2 separate regions of the Mus musculus genome follow, and region 1 is linked to region 2. The links are chromatin contacts, called in public promoter capture Hi-C maps. All regions are on one chromosome and are shown on one strand. The core of a region is the stretch at or near the end of the contact, and the rest is flanking DNA. Distances in the headings are between cores, read along the strand shown.

Evidence for each region. Promoter capture Hi-C pulls out the DNA fragments that hold promoters and counts their contacts.
Region 1: a contact with region 2 is called in a promoter capture Hi-C map of liver, with 2.8 times the contacts expected there. The contact joins the promoter of Tmf1 here to the promoter of Mrps25 in region 2. A contact is called at or near these places in 3 of 39 promoter capture datasets (cranial neural crest, liver and pre-B cells).

Annotation. Positions count from the first base shown.
Region 1 is chr6:97,177,147-97,180,393 of GRCm38.p6, forward strand. It overlaps Tmf1 (TATA element modulatory factor 1), which reads right to left and starts at 1,978. Exons shown (of 17, transcript NM_001081111.2): 1 at 1,736-1,978. The coding sequence starts at 1,877.
Region 2 is chr6:92,182,767-92,185,591 of GRCm38.p6, forward strand. Mrps25 (mitochondrial ribosomal protein S25) reads right to left here and starts at 1,257. Exons shown (of 4, transcript NM_025578.4): 1 at 1,074-1,257. The coding sequence starts at 1,207.

The DNA of each region.
Region 1 (3,247 bases), core at 728-3,227, 5.0 Mb after region 2:
GAATAAAACCAGTGTGGGCCAACCTATGAGAGTCTCAGGAACAAGTACAAGACCAGACTTGGTTTTGCCAGGCCAAAGCAAGTATGCTAGCCCCTCGGAATACATGCTTAAAGTAGTGATCAAGGCTGTACAGCCAGTGTGAAATCCCAGGCACATGGCTCATCTCACAAAGACAGTTCAAATCTTCACTAACAGGCACATGCAGTCACAGCACTATCCAGCCACACGCTCATTTTATTCTTGTAACATTATAAACTAAACAGACAGCAATGCTCAAAACTTAACCTGAGATAATAGAGACAGTCTTTTTCAAAAATCATAATTAAACTGATGAGAACAGTGAGTTCTAGTGAATGAATTCACTTTTATGTACTTAATGACCAGTCTGCAAGTTCCCCTCTCTTAAACCCCAAATTATTTTTTCCACATTTTTTAAGATAGCAAAATTACCAAAACTCTGCAATTAGAAGCTTATGGAAAGGGTACACAGACTTCCTGAGGAAGAAAAAAAAAAAAAAAACAACTCAAGAAGCCCTTTAATAAAATCTGCCTCTTAACGTGATTCCACAGCTATGAGGAATGAAGAGTGTTGGGGAAACTGAACTGGGAACAGAGTTTTACATTTATTTGTTCAGTGTGTGAAACCAGAAAACAAAGCTTAAGGCAAGATTAGGTCTTCGAGGTAGCTAATTAGCATCCTCACGGATACCAGGGTTTAACTTTGCCTCTTGAAAAATGTGGTACAAAATTATAGTAACCACACATCCACTTAAACTATTCCTATTCTTCAGACCCATGTTGTTTTGTAATCTAAAACACAACAGATGATCAATGAAAATAGCATTCAAGAAAGCATATTCCATTTCAGACAACCTGCCCTCTAAAATAAATTATACAGCACTATCCATGTCTCAGATTTCGCCCGGGGCGGGGGATAATGAGTATCTTTTTATTTGAAACATCTGATCTTAAGTTTAGTAACTCCAGCTCTGGGGTCCAACCACAAAAAGGCGAGCTTCCCAATAGCAAGGTGCCACAGAGAATGAAATAAGATCACGATATATCTACAGTCATACATAAACTACGTTATCAATGATTCAACTTAGGTCCCGAGTTTTCAACAATGTACATCTAAAACCAGAAACCACAGTTAACTTTCATCCAAAGGTTTGCCCCAGTGTCTGTTGCTACACACGAAAAGTGCTCCAGACTCCCTTAGACGTAAAGACACAAGCAACCGAATAATCCTGGAAAGAGTAATTTCAGTTCATCTGAAAGATCTGGTGCTGCAAAAAGGGCTACAGTTGGGAACTCTTGGAGCACAAATTCTCTTGGGACTCTGCCCCGTACAGACTGTGCCTCACCTGGAGAAAGTTATGCATTCTGAGTTTCGGTTAGCTCCTCTGTAGAACACGGGGTCTACCATCCCTGACTCGGGTTGTTTTGAGACGGTGAACTTTTTGTAAACAAAGTCTTTTGTGTTCCTTAAACGCTTCCCGCGGGGCTCCGGGACTGGGGATTTACAAGGCTCGGACCTAGGGCGCCAAGGCGGAAGACGCCTAGCAATTGGGGATCTGGGGCTGTGCTCCTGACTCTGTAGTCAGGGGCCTGGGGCCAGGACCAGAGCTCGAGCTGACACCTGAGGTCAGCAGGACCCGCACCGGGGCCGAGGCGTGCGGGACTGGGGTCCGACAGCAGGCAGGCAGGCAGGCGCGACACCCCGGGACCCGCTTACCCGGCTCGCCGTACGGGATGGCCTCGGCCCAGGCGCTCGGCTCCTCCTCCTGGATGTCCAGGACCCTGTCGATGGACTTCTGGGCCTGGGACAGGGCCTGCTTGGCGAAGCTGGACAACTGCGAGGCATTGAACCAGCTCATGGCCCCTCCTCAGCGCCGGCTCCGGCCGGCTCCGGCGGCCTCAGCGGCGGCCCCGGCCCCACCGCCTCCCGCGGCCGCGCGGCGCTGCGAGCCTTCCGCACAGCTGAGCCGGGCCCCGCCGCGCATGCGCCGCCCTTCCACGTACACAACCACCAGATCCGGGAGCCGAGTTCCGCCCAGACGGAAGGACGGAGGCGGTAGCGTGAAGCCACATCCGGGAGCGGAGCGGAGCCCTTAGTTACCAGCCGCCTCTGGGCTTCATGGCCGTTCTCAACTGAGGGACGCGATCTGCGCCGAGGCCCAGACCTCCGGGAGCGACCAGAGCCGCGTGTGCCTCGCTATAATCCCGGCGGCTAGGCCTCACACTTATTAATCTTGGTACTCAAAAAGTAGTTGGCCAGTTCTCGCCTGGCCTGGATGTCTATGCCTGACTTGATGGGCACGGTCCCCAGGTCCTGGAACATTAACAGATGAAACCACCTCCCTCTCAACCTAATTCTGTCATCTGAATGGCGTTCATCAGCACACTCCTATGTTAAGAGGTGGGGCTTTAAGGAACTTTCTGGGTCACGAGATGACTGTGACACCCACGGGAAAGAGATGAATGCCCTATTAAGAGGTGCCTACGCCCTCTCAAGCATAACATACCAAGGTCACGCCAGCCATGAACTAGAAATAGATGGCTCTCATCAGCTGTGCTCGTCTTGGACCTCCCAGTCACAAGAACAGTAAAAATCAAGTTTCTGTAGCCTATGAGCCAGCCACTTTATGGCAGTTTGTAACAGCGGTTTGGATGGGTTAAGCCACTTGGCAAGCAATAAAATATTAACCCATCAGTACATACTGTGCACACTGCCTAAAAGATACAGCTTGTATGCTCTCTTTCCCACACTTGGTCATGGGAGAAAATTTAAAGTCGATGGCCTTCCTTGTCCAGTCAGCAGCTGTTTGGTTTGGTTCTAATAATGCTAAAGAAAAATTTTCTACCAGCATTTAAAGGCTAAATTTAATTCAAGCATTAGCCCTTTGTGAAAAGAGACTCCTACCCTACACAAAGAACCACGGGTACTTAAGGAATGCCGAAGCTAGGAATGGGGTAAATCTTCCCCTGGGAAGGTTACACACTACCAAATGAGCAGCCCCGAAATCATCATACAGACTGAGGGTTGTACTAATTAATGCATTTGAGAACGCATATGTATACACACTTATATACTTAACAGTTAATAAAAGAGACTTAATTTGAGAGAGAGCAATAGAGGTCTATGAAAAAGTTTAGAGGGACGGAAGGGAAAGGGGAAATGTAATTTTATCCCCCAAAACATTCCCTAGGACTACCAGAACTACTAACAGGATGGCTTAAAATGACA
Region 2 (2,825 bases), core at 7-2,506:
TCCTTAGAAACATTATCTTTGGTTGAATGCTAATGTATCCACACATACACAAACACAGGGTCGGGTGGGGTGGAGACCTTTAAGTAATTACATCAACACAAAACTTGAAAAAGTGAAAGAACTGCTTCTGGGGAGGAAACACTGCCCTGAAAGCTCCACAGCACACCACCCAAAAGCTTGAAGGCAGAACTTGTCAGCAAGTCTCTGTCTTCCCATCCCAAAGCACAGAGCCTTGTGCCCACAAACCAGATAGATATAGATGCACCTACTGGATCAAATGGGCACAAGGTCAGCACCTGTTGCACTCTGCCAGGCACTTTATTCTCCAGCAACCCCACACCACCACCAACACACTGATGTTGTGGTGTTCCGCCTAGGAAAAATGCTGTCAGAAGTTGAGAGAACTTGTGTGATCCCAAGGTCATACAACTAGTTAAGAGGCCTTTGCATATGCATAAACTCCTGACAAGTGGGGAGTAGAGCCCGAACCCTCTGGTCCACCGAGAGGGTTCCAGAGAGCCCTCACCCCAGCAGATCCCAGGCTAGCAAATCTTAGGTCTTGGGGGTCAACTTGACCAGAGAAAATGGCTTGAAGGCGGCTTCTGGCTCTCATGAAGTCAAGGTCTTTGCCACAGGGGCCACTCTCCACCTTGAAAATTATTCTCTTCTCTCTTTCTGATCCGTTCTACAAATCCACTTCTATCTACAGTCATGTTTATCCCGTACTGTGGAAAATCCCAGTACTGAACCCAGCGTTTTGGGCGCTCAATAAATGTGCAGTAAGTTCGGAAGGGTCCAAAGCATTGCTCAGAGATGATAAACGGGTCAATGAAACCTTTCATTCATCAAGTGTCCTAAGCAGCAGCAAGCCATGCTGTGCACAGGTGCGGAAACTTACTACTCCGCTCCCAAGGCGTTCCCCGCGCCACAGCCTCGCACAAGGGGCCAGCCTTCCAGCCGCAACCCATCCCTCCGGTGGAGGAGCACTCGGGTTTCTATCGGGGATCAGTCGGGATGCCCTCCACTGCCTCAGCTTCTTTCACTGAACCCCGAGGGCTGTGACCCACACTGACCTGGCGCCTTCGCCCAGTTCCCCATACGTGTTGTAGTTCACGGTCATGATCTTCACAGACTCCTTGAATACCACGTCCCCGCGACCCAGGTACTGCAGCGTACGGCGGATCGGGAAGCGACCCTTCATCGGCATGGTGGAAGTCAGGAACTCCTCAAGCCGCGGACCAGCGCGGCTCCGGGAATCTTGGGAGGCACTTCCCGGCGGCCAGCGCGGCCGCGGGGCAGCCTGGGACTCGTAGTTTGGGCCCGGGCTCGCAGCCGCCTCAGCGTTGGGAATCAACCTGTCGTTTTTGTCTTCACAGAAACCAATTATCTTCTCCCAAGATCTCCAGTTCTGAAGTGAAGAGCTTGACGGAAAAGTCGCTGTTGATTCAAAGGGAAAACTTATTTGCAAAGGAGGAAAGAGTGGCTTGCTCTGGCGCGTCAGGGTCTGCCTCAAAGGACTCTGCTTAGAGGAGGGGGTCGTTCGCTTGTTAAGAGTGGTTGTGACAGATATGACAAGTCAACAATCAACATGTCACTCTGCGCTGCATTTTTTTTTTTAGGATTTATTTTTACCTTACTGTTTTGCTTGTGTGTTGTGGCTGTGCACCACATACACGCAGTGCCCGCAGAGGCTGGAAGAGGGCGTTGGGTCCCCTGAAATTGACCTTACAGAGCTGTGAACTGCCATGTGGGACCTCTAAAAGAGCAGCAAGTGCACTGAACTGCTAAGCCATTTTTCCAGCCCCACTGTAATTTTTAATCGCTGTTTATGGCTGAAATTAATTTTTCTATAGGATTCTCAAGATTTTTTCCCTTTGTAATTATGTAAATTTTCAACTGACTTCCCAGGCTTCATAGATGAACTGTCTACTGATAAGCCCATTAGAGCATTTTTCATCTGTTAATCTTTTATTCTAGTATTTTTTTTTCAAAACTTAAGTGTTCTTTCCTCTGCTCAAATAATCCAACAATTCTAGACATGTCCTGTGCACACATGAAGGCTGGGGGAAAAGTGTCCTGCTGTGTTTCTGTTCTCTTAGTAAGCTCCAGCAATTGGGATTGTAACCCACACTTCTGGGGTTACAGGCACAGATGATCTCACCTAGATTTTTACATGGATCCTGGGATCAGAACTCAGACCCTCAAGTACTCTTACCCACCGAGCCATCTCCCCAGCTACCAAATTGTAAATTGTTTTAGTTTTTTTTTTTTTACTTTATGTCTATATTTTTTAAAAGATTTATTAATTTTATTTATGAGTACACTGTAGCTGTCTTCAGACACACCAGAAGAGGGCATCGGATTCCATTACAGATGGTTGTGAGCCACTATGTGGGTTCTGGGAATTGAACTCAGGACCTCTGGAAGAACAGTCAGTGCTCTAAACCACTGAGCCATCTCTCCAGCCCCTATGTATGAGTGTTTTGCCTGCATATATGTGAACACATCACTAATAAGCTTCAGCTATAACTACATGTCTGAAGAGGAAGGTAAGCTTCTAGAGCATACCCTTGAGAGTGCAGCAGGCGGCTGCAGGGTATCTAATCACACTGTGAGCCCCACAATGGTGTTACTTACTGGAAAAACCTTTTTTAGTTGTGGTATGGCTCAGTCTCAGCACACACCTTTAATCCAAGAGCTGCTTCAATACTGTAAACGGGATTAAATAAAGTCAACCGTAGATCAAGAGGAGGAACAGCCAATTAACAGGAAATGGACATAGGATTATTAAGAGAAAACCATTGACAGTAAGAGGGAGTCTTACT